Regions from separate parts of the Capsicum annuum genome. Here region 2 is linked to region 1. The links are chromatin contacts, called in public Hi-C maps. All regions are on one chromosome and are shown on one strand. The core of a region is the stretch at or near the end of the contact, and the rest is flanking DNA. Distances in the headings are between cores, read along the strand shown. Region 1 holds the start of LOC107873209 (phosphoinositide phospholipase C 2). Region 2 holds the start of LOC107873343.

Region 1 (5,150 bases), core at 1,905-4,404:
CCAGATATTTTTGGGTCATTGGAGGCTCACTATTTGCCACAACGGTACATATACATAAGAATCTCTTTAAAGAACCTAAAATTTAATCAAGAATAATATATAGTGTTGAAAAAGAAAATTTTAGCTAGCCTTAAGCAGTTTTTAAGTTCAACCTTACGGAGAACTATACTTCAAAGAAACTTTAAGAATTAAGGTATGCCAAGAGTTATTACATTCTTATATTAAATCGCAAAGGTCAGCTATGATGACTGACCTAGCTAGCACTAAAATTTTCCTTTTGGCTGTTTTTTTCAATTAGAAATATTGATCATGGAACAGAGAAAGAGACATTTCTCTTTGCATAGAGGCAGTGACGTCAATCTCTATCAACTCTGGTACTAATAGCTATGTCCTTTTTTCAAAAAGAGGCCAGCATAATTCCCGCGGATCTCTATTCTAATTAGGGAAAGTTTATGTTGTTCATAAAATCATAAATTCACTTCTTAGGTTATTACAGCTTGTTAAAATGCCATGTAGTTAATTATCATACAAGTATTTAAGGGAAAAATTTGTCTTTTTTCTAACTCTCATGAAACGTTAGGATCCAACATGTAATTTTGAATGTATTCCTTTACATCTATGCTGACTGCTTTATGTTTAATCTCTTCTCATGTGTAATAATCCTTAAAACATCATCGAGCTATTTTTTAAATGAAAATGCATACACGATCATCCTATAATCGCTGCATTTGGATTGCACCATGTCACAAGAATGAAATGCTTCCATTTCCACTTTACTTCACCACAAATCTGCTCTTGCTTTCTTGTTAACATATCAGAGCCAACCCCAATCTCCTCTTGCCTTCTTGTTAACATAGTAGGCCTTTTTTGCCTTCCCAACTGCCTTATATTGATGAGGATTCAAAATGATGCCAACCATTTGCCGTGCAAGCAGACAATGAATAAACATACTTTTGCTCACATTAGATTGAATGTAATCCCCATTAGACTTTCTTTCACCATTTAACTCAGATATAAACATGATATCAGATTTTTTTCATAATCTAGTCAGTGGGTAGATATCTCCATGGCCATTGCGTCTCTAATTTATCTATTCAACAGTAATATCTACTAGTGAATGTTGGGTGTCTGGTCAATACAAGTTCAGCAGGTTCAGTTTGATCGCTTCATTTTATAAAACAACCACATGTCCCTTTTTCCTCAGACATGGCACACTCTAAAATGGTGCCAACAAGATGGACATTTAGGCCCTTTCAGTTAGAGTGTGTTAATCGCCTATTTTAAAAGTTTTGCAATATACTTGGAGACCTGCACACTTTTATTTTGATTAATTATCTCTTAACACTTCACTCCTAAAATAATTTCCTCAAACCTCATCTAATTATTTTATGGAAAAATCTAGTACCTTAGTAATATCTCAATCTAGAGATGTTATGTTTTATATGAAGTCTTGAAATGCAAATTTACTCCCAAATATTAAAAGAGAAAAAAGTTCATTAATAAAAGTAACAAGATACCTATACTTTAGCACACTCATAATATGGATTTAGCTAGTAGAACTTATCCACTTTCATGTCAGCTGTAGTGTTACACTCCAGGTCTAAATCAGTTGTGACAAATGCAACATTCTTAATTTAGTGCTTAGTATACATGTAAATATGTGTAGAAATGCATAGCATGTTTATATAATATAAAGTACAGATATGCATGTAAATTATGCACAAAAGCATAAGTTTATTTTCGAGGTTTTAGCTCATAGGAACCGATTACTAGTGAAACAATAGATGAAAGTGCGAACGAAAGGAAAGTTGCTTCAAAGTTTCAGAGTCTAGTTCTTTATTTGTCACTAAGAAATATTCACCAAGCCAATTTACTTGACAATATTCATATGACAGCACATCTTTTATATACAAAGCTAGGGGTCATTATAAAATAGAACATTCATATATTAGTGCACACCTTCCATGTAGAACATCTATATCATCTTTGTCTGAATTTGGCCAAATATCCAATTCAATTACTCTGACACCTCTCTGAAGAGCTTGTATTATGGGGACAACACTGCAATCGCTACTCAGTTGATTCCCAGTTAGATATGAATTATGGCCAGTGTATATGTAGTAATGAGATAAAGGTGCAGTCATATCATGGTGAATCTGGAATCCAAAGAGGAACATTAGTGAATCTATCAACAAGAAGACTACATCTGAAATACTCCTTTATGAAGTTTGACATTAAACGTACATGAACTTTGAAATACTACACCATCCTATTTATTTATATGATAGTGTTTGACTTTATTAAGAGTTTATATTAATTGAATTACATATTAATAAGTAAAATTGAAGGAGAAAAACAGAACAACAATGTAAAAATTTGAACAGTATAATAAACTTGAATTCTAGAAAGTTATGAGAGTTGTACCCAAATAGAGTGGTGTCAGATACTTTATAACATCTAAATTAGAAAGAGAGTCATATAATTTGAGAAAGGTGTGCTCATATAAATTATTTTTGCAGTATCTGAAAGACAACAACAATATAGTAATTGGAAAAGATTTGGAACATTGGTAAGATGATGATATATTTATCTGGTTGGTCTCAAAGTCTAACTATTTGATTGAAATTAGTGTATTTGGTAAAGAAATCTGACAGTTTGGTGGAAAAAAGATAGACTTTAAAATGTTTTAAGTAAGACACAATATAATAATATTCACGAAATAAAATTAGTACCCCAAGTTTAGGATCGATAGGAGGATTAATATCAGAAAAGAGAGACTTGAAGAAGGCATCAAGGTGGAGGCCTGTGTGCTTGGGATCTCCATGGTTATTGATAATGATTTGAGCGTCCTCTAAGCTTGCATTTTTTTCCTTCTGAACCTCAATCAAAAAATGATGAAGCTTCTCCACGCTCATCACTCCACATTCGTCCGAGTAACGATTGAATATGTTCTTAATGTCCGCCGGAGCTTCCGCAGCTGCCATGGTGAACTGCCGGCGGAAAAAGAATCCCACTTTGTATGTCTGTTTAGACATTTTTAACCAATTCCAGATTTTTCATGCAATAGTTTAAGCTTAGGCAGACAGACAACAAGGATCTGATCGTCGTGCAAACTATTTTATTTTTTAAACAAACTTTGACTAGTTTATATATTGTATTAATAATTAATTTATTTAATAAGGTGTCGAAAGTTAATAAAGAAAACAAATACGGTTGAATTATTCAAAGTGCCACAAGTTGGCCATTCAACATTTAACACATACACAAGTTGTTATTTGTTGTCATTTACTAAATATAAACTTTCATATATTCCTAGTTTTCGTGGCCACATGCTTAGTTTTCTCGTTTGATCGGCTTATGATAATGTATGTAGTTATCCGATTTACTGATGGAGACATTTTCAATATGAAATTTACTTTATTTCTATAGTTCGATTTGGTTGAGAGCATAAAAAATGATAAAAGTCAAATGTGAAATATTGGATTTGTGAGCATGTTACTATTAATAATAGTATATTAAAGTGCCTCACACTTGTTTCATTATCCAATTCATGTTAGTGGTTGAAATTAGCTATAAATTTTTTTCAAACTTTTCTAGAGTCGAATTCAGGATTTAGAGGTTACGGATGCCACTTATCACTTTGAGAATAGATGTGTTGCTATTATCAAAGTCCAAAAAAGATAACTATTTGGTCGCTTTAGCCAATTTGAGCTTTGATGTGAAATTTTATTCATCTTTTCAGTTTTTATATATATCAAAAAATAGATTGAACAGAAAAAAATAAAATAATTATGATAATTTGATGCAACGAAAAAACTTCCAACAACACTAATAATATCATAAATATACACTATATATTTATTATTGGACATGACAATTTTCATACTAAAAATACTGCAAAGTTATTTATATTTATAAGTACTTGAGTTTTATGAAAAAAAAATTAAATATAAAGAGACTGAAGAAATTTACATCAGACCTTAGTACTTGCTAAAGTAGTAATATCTATACTAGATCCTGTTAGCTTCCTTTTGAAAGTATATGACATGCATCAAGTTATTTGCATTTGATCTTAGTGCTATAGCTGTCAATTTGATGATTTTCTTCCTATTTGAGGTGTACCAATCTTGTCCAAATTGATTATTTTCTTTTCTTCACTAGTTATATCCTAAAAATGATTAAACTGAAAGTTACCCGCAAAACAAAAATCTAGTTAGCAAAATAATGAACACATGATAATCAAGATAATATTATCAGATAATGCTAAATTCTTTAACTGCATTTATTTTTATAAAACTAAATATACGTCGACTAACGAATTATCTAAACGACCTCGGGAAGAACCAAAAGAGAACACAATTAATGAAGAGAACTCAAAATATAGTAAATGTCAAAAGACCTTACTTCTTTTGGATCAGATTTTGTGATATTTCTACTAAAAAATAAGCATCAAACATTTCTAAAAGTCATTTCTTTTGTAGACTCATCATTTTTAAAAGAGGCAGTCAATTGTGAGATTGAATCAATCTTAAATAACCATATTTGGAAATTAATCGATCTTCCTCCTAGAAATAAACCTTTAGGATCAAAATATATCTTTAAAAAAAAAGTTTATGGAGTCATTAATAAATATAAAGCAAGACTTGTTGTTAAGGGATACAAATAAAAGAAAGGTCTTGATTAATTTGACATAAATTAACAAGAGTAACATTCATTCAGATGTTAGTAGCACTAGCGGAAGTATATGATCTTAAAATCTATTAAATGGTTGTGAAAACAACTTTCAAAAATGGAGAGTTGGAGAAAAAAATTTAAATGGAACAACCCCAGGGTACTATAGTTCCTGAAAAAGAGAGAAAAGTGTGCAAACTTGTTAAATCACTTTGTGGACTAAAATAAGCACCTAACTAATGGCATGCAAAGTTTGACAAATAATGTTGGTAAATCGGTTTAAGGTCAATGAGTGTGAAAAATGTGTTTACATTTGATACGGTATCACCAAGCACAACTCCTACAAGAAGTTTCACTTGGAATCAAGCCAAGAAACTTCAGAAATTACAAGCTTTGTTCATGAACAAGGAGGCCTTAGAAACCTTAGAAGAGCATCAAAATAAGGCTTACAACTTGTGGAACGCCATATGAATGAAGAG
Region 2 (5,603 bases), core at 2,061-4,560, 390 kb after region 1:
ATAAATGTTGTATTTTATTGATTGGAAAATGATCAAAACTTATAATTTACATAAATGAAAAAAATACAAGTTTTGCATCATTTTTTTCAACTCGATCATGTTAATATTAACGGAAACTGCCATAGGATAGTTAAAATCAATTGGTAAAAAACTATGCATTGGACTTGATTGTGCTGAGTTTCTCCCTTGAAGTCAAAATTTCTTCAATACTCTATTCGCCTTTCAGCTCCACCTTCATTCCTTGATTTCTTCGTTCCGCTCTAATACAATCTCTAAGGCAAATTAGAACATTCATAGCATTGCTTCCCAATGAGTGTTGGTTGTCTCCAAACTATTGTCGTTCCTAACTAAAAACGCTCTCCGATGTAACAGTTGATATTGGACCATTCAATATATCTTTAGCTAATCTTGAAAGCACAGGATATTGTCTTTCATTATTCTTTCACTAATCCAATGCGTTGATCCTTGTTCTACGATCCTCTGTCGGCTGTCGAAGATAATACCTAAGCTCTTCCCTATAATTTGTTGGGTATGTTGTTGACGGAGAAAACCTATCCCAAACATTTAAATCATAAAAGTAACTAGGAAAACCACTATATGCCGGTCTTTTAGAAGATGATAGCTTCTCGGGAGCATGAGGAGCGATAGTTGGAGTGATATTTGTCGGTACAACTACACCAAATAAATTGGCATAATGGTTATATAATGCTTCTATGTAAATGTTCGTCCTACTCATAACCGTAAATAAAACTGGTTTTTCTTGAGGCTCTATCTCTAAGGAATTATAAATAACAGTACTAAAGTCGTATATAGTATTATATTTCATGCATGGATTTAGTATAGCACCAAGTAAATTAGGGGAAGCGGGAAAAATACTTTTTAAATTTAGCAAGCATAGCATCAACAACTTCTTTGTAACCTTCTCTATCCTTTTATTCTTTAAGCAAAAGGATAATAAGCATAAAAAAATTCAACCATAGCTATATAAAATCTTTCCAAAAGCTTAACAAGATCATCAATTGCAGTTCAATCAGAATCGTTTAGCATACACTCAGGAAAAGAACCACAAAATTGATTAAAAGTCATTCTAATAGGAACGTTATAAGAAAGACAAGTTTTAAAATAAGTATAAGTAGCATTCCATCTAGTATCACATTCTTCAGGCATTAATATCGGTCTAAGTCCATTTTGTTCACATTTAATCTTAAATTCTTTCACTCTACCTCTTCGATTATTTCCTTGAATGAAGCCAATAGCAAGGTGAAGTTTTTCAATATAAAGCTCAAAAAATTCAAGACCATCTTTTACAATTAAATTATATATATGACAAGCACACTTAACATGAAAAGTTTTAGGTACGGCGAAGAAAGTTCAGCTTTTAACTTGTCAATAACAACCTTGTTGTTAGATGCATTATCAAAAGCAATACATAAAAATTTTCTTTCAATACCATAATATTTTGCGATTTTAGTAATAGATTCCGAAAAAAATTCCAGTATGTCTACGATCTTCTTCATACAAAAAAGATAGAATACGTTTTTGCATAAAAAAATTACTATCTATCCAGTGACAAGTAATGGTTAAATAATCATTTTTATTAACGGCACGATCAAGATCAGAAGTTAGAGCAATTCTACATTGAATATTTTTCAATAATGTAGATAAATAATAAACATATTGTGTATGAAGTCTAAAAATATCGGTCCGACAAGTACTTCTAGAAATACCATTAAACATAGGATTATAAATTGCTTGAATATAATGAATAAAAGCATCCGAAGAAGCAAAAGTGAAAGGCAAACAGCCCACAACTATCATTTTCGCTATTTCTTTCCGATCGTTCATTTTATTATAATTCTTAATTAATTGACCGCTTGTTGGGTTCAATCTAATTTGTGTTGGCCCACCAACAGCCTCATCACCTTGTGCAATAAATAATTCTCTAGCGTGTCTATCTCTTAATGTCTCATCAACGAACCCATACCCCCTTTAGTGCCTTCGATTTTATACTCATATATAATTTCACAACTATTGCATTGCACCTTACTTTCTCCTTCTATTTTCAAAAAAATTTTCATGCAATACTAGTTTTTCTACGACCTCTTGAGGCACGAGGAGGACGATTAACCGATTCAGATCTAACATTAGCATTTCCTACTGTAGGTGTCTCACCAGTATTATCATCATCTTCATCTAAATTAACCGCATCCACTTCATTTTCTTCTTCTAAACCATAATTTTTTTGAGCTTCTGCATAATTCATATCGTGAGCACCTACACCTATTTTTCCTCAAAAGGTTGACTAACCAGTACCGAAGACACACGGGTATATCTATTACTTGAACTTCCTCTACCAAAACCGCCACCAATTTATTTTTTACTACCACTATCACTTTCGGGACAAAATTTTTTGTCACTTTTACATAGGTTTCTTATTTTATCCATATTAAAAAATAAACTAAAAAATATTTCAAATATACACAAATAATAAAAATAAATATTCAACGATTAATACGATAATTAAAAATTAAAGGTAAGAGATGGAACGACAATACCAAATTTTGGAAGTATTCAAAAGTTGCGATTTTAGAGAACTTCCACTTGTATTTGTAATCGCAAAATTAAAAAATAAAATTGAGCACTTTAGGAGATAATTAAAATATTTGAGAGAGAATTAGATTTGAGAGAATGGGAATTACGTGGAAAATGATTTAAAAGTGTAAGGTATTTATATAATTTTTTTTGAAATTAAAAAATAATTGAATAAAAAAACTTTCTTTTAATACTTTGGGCCATACGGCCGTTGGCTGCTCCAAACGGCTATAAAGTTATTGGGCCCAACGATCAAATTTTTGGGCCATACGGCCATTGGCTGCTCCAAACGGTTATAAAGTTATTGGGCCCAACGATCAAATTTTTGCAAAATAAAAAAAAGCAAATTGAGCTGGATCGGGCCAGGCCGATTAATAGGCAGGCTTGGTCCGGGTTAATCGTGCCCGCCAAAAAAATTCAGCTTGGAACCAGCAGCCCAGGAGCTCACTGTGGATCAACCGGGCAGGGCTAAACGGGCCAGGAATGGGCCAGCCCGCCCTGTTTGACCGGTTTAGTTCATCTTGATGTCTAGTCTTACCCTGACATTATTTGTGTGTACAACGTGGCAAGGACTATTTAAATTCTTATTTTCTTATCTCACAGTAAATAATTTAATCCACAGATGAGAAAGGAAAAAAAAGAGAGGAGAAATCGTTGTTTCGCTGAGCGGACCCCACTTCCAACAGCTTACATTATACTTGTCAAAGTTGGTAAGATATCTTTCGTTTCCTTGTGCTGCCGTTGGCTTGAGTTTTACAGCAGACAAACAAAAAGGAAAAGGAAGGAAAAGCAGAAAGTCGATCACTTTTCTTTTTCTAACATGCAAAACCCAACTCGGTATTCCCACTTTTGACCCTCTTTCACTTCATTCCCATGAACCCACCTCTTCTCCACTTACACTACTCTCCTTAATATATGTATTAGACTTTCTCTTCTTGTTCTTCTTCTATGGCTGTTTCTGATATTAAACAAGTACTGGAATTTTTGAAGAATAATGGCTTCTCAGAATCTGAATCGGCTCTTATAGAAGATATCATGGACAAATCCGAATTGGGTTCTTTGGATTATGAAAGATTTCTATTCCCTATGATTCCCCCCCCTCCTCTTCTTAACATTCCTTCCCTGATTTCTGCTAAGAATCATTCCAGCTCTGTCTCTTCTGACGACGAATTTGTCAGCTTGGCCTCTTCTGCCACCGGTTTCTGCTCATCTGGTAAAGTTCCTATTTTTTTTTACTGTGTAATACTTTGAACAACCATTGATGTATTTCTTCAGATTATTGTCGGATGGACCATTCCTTGATTCTGATTCTGTTTCTGGAAATTTCTTTTACTGCTTTGTGGAATGTACAAAAGCTAAAATGCAACATACCAATTCAGAGTTTAATAGTAAGTATGACAATCGATGTAATGGTAAGTACTATTTTAGAATACCTGTCCCTGGAAAGTAGAACTGACAGATATGGAATATTGTCATTTATTCTCTAATTTCTTGTAGTTACTCTATCTTGGCAAACTATTTTAAGATTCTGGTGTACCAGTACTAAATTTTCTAGATTAACGTGACTCAAGAACTGATCATCTTGTATTATGCTACTTCTGGTCTACACTTTGTGATTCTTCCCTTTGGTTTTTGTCTTTTCTGCATGTTGTTTAGGTTTATCCTGTTTTATCTGGTGCAGAATTTACAAATCCATATGGAATTCGTACTACAGCCGTTTCCAGTTCTCAATCATCATCTGATGGGTTATCTCAATTTGGTACTGCAAGAGATTACCATGATTTTGATATGCAAAATGACCTGTTCTGGTACAGGGAGAAAGATGAAGATTTTCCCATTCCACCTTACTTTGGAAGCTCAGAAGGTGTGGGGGCCCCTAGTGAGGACAAGTTTGTGATGATCGAAGCATCTGATAGACAGAATGTCACTAGTCCCAATTGGGAATATAAAGCAGAAAGATGGCCAATAGCCACCGATCATAATGGCCAATTAGATGAAGGCCTGAAAGATTACTATCATCTGGATAAACAAAAGCACCTTGTAGGGGAAGGTGGAATGTGTGAATTTACCTGTTCATCTCCACTTTGTGCTTGTTGCAAGGGGCCAAAAGATATTTATGGTGGCGATCTTGACAACATGGATATCAACTTAACTGAGGCTAACTATTTGCAGTACGACCCACCCAGAGGGAGGAAAACTGATGTTGGAAACAACTATTTCATTGAAACAAGTTGCAATACTAACTGGATTGGAGATCACAAGGGTACCCTTGACCTTCAACCTAAGGCTGTTGATGAAGTTTACCATTCATATGTACATGGAGACTATGAACCAAAAGATGATAGATTGGAGGCTCTGGAAGGCAGTGAACCCGATGAGGCAGCAGATGAAGAGGGAGGTGCTACTTCAGATGAGCTTTTGATGTTTGAAGGCGAAAATGAGTTTGAAGTATTTAATCTGAGAATCATACACAGGAAAAACAGGTTTGTTTGCACATCGCTACCTCCAAAGTGTAAGTCCAATATCAATGAGTGAGAAAAAAAGAATCTGTATGTGTATAGGACTTGAGAATGTTTCATTAATAATAGATACATGTTCGACATGCATATCACATCAAGATCTCATTCCAGCATTTCGTCCGGGCACCAAAGTTGTTTTAAAATTTAATGGAGATATTGATCTTGTTTCTTGCCGAATCATTTGTTGCGAACAATACTTTGTACTCATTTGTTCTGCCATCCACAGGACTGGGTTTGAGGAGAGCAAGGAACTTCCTATTATTCTAAATAGTATTATCGCCGGCAGATACTATGTAACAGAATATCTTGGTTCAGCTGCATTCAGCAAAGTCATTCAGGCTCATGATATGCACACTGGAGTAGACGTTTGCTTGAAGATTATAAAGAATGACAAGGACTTCTTTGATCAAAGTTTAGATGAGATTAAGCTTCTAAAGTTTGTGAACAAGAATGATCCTTGTGATGAGCACCATATACTGCGATTATATGATT

Evidence for each region. A called contact is a pair of places that touch in the nucleus more often than the background predicts.
Region 2: a contact with region 1 is called in a Hi-C map of leaf, with 2.3 times the contacts expected there. The contact joins the promoter of LOC107873343 here to the promoter of LOC107873209 in region 1. A contact is called at or near these places in 2 of 5 Hi-C or Micro-C datasets (leaf and placenta).

The regions. Positions count from the first base shown.
Region 1 is chr6:90,755,230-90,760,379 of UCD10Xv1.1, forward strand. LOC107873209 (phosphoinositide phospholipase C 2) reads right to left here and starts at 3,155. Exons shown (of 10, transcript XM_047414811.1): 1 at 2,733-3,155; 2 at 1,960-2,156. The coding sequence starts at 3,035.
Region 2 is chr6:91,148,334-91,153,936 of UCD10Xv1.1, forward strand. LOC107873343 reads left to right here and starts at 3,311. Exons shown (of 8, transcript XM_016720153.2): 1 at 3,311-3,805; 2 at 4,274-5,075; 3 at 5,338-5,603. The coding sequence starts at 3,541.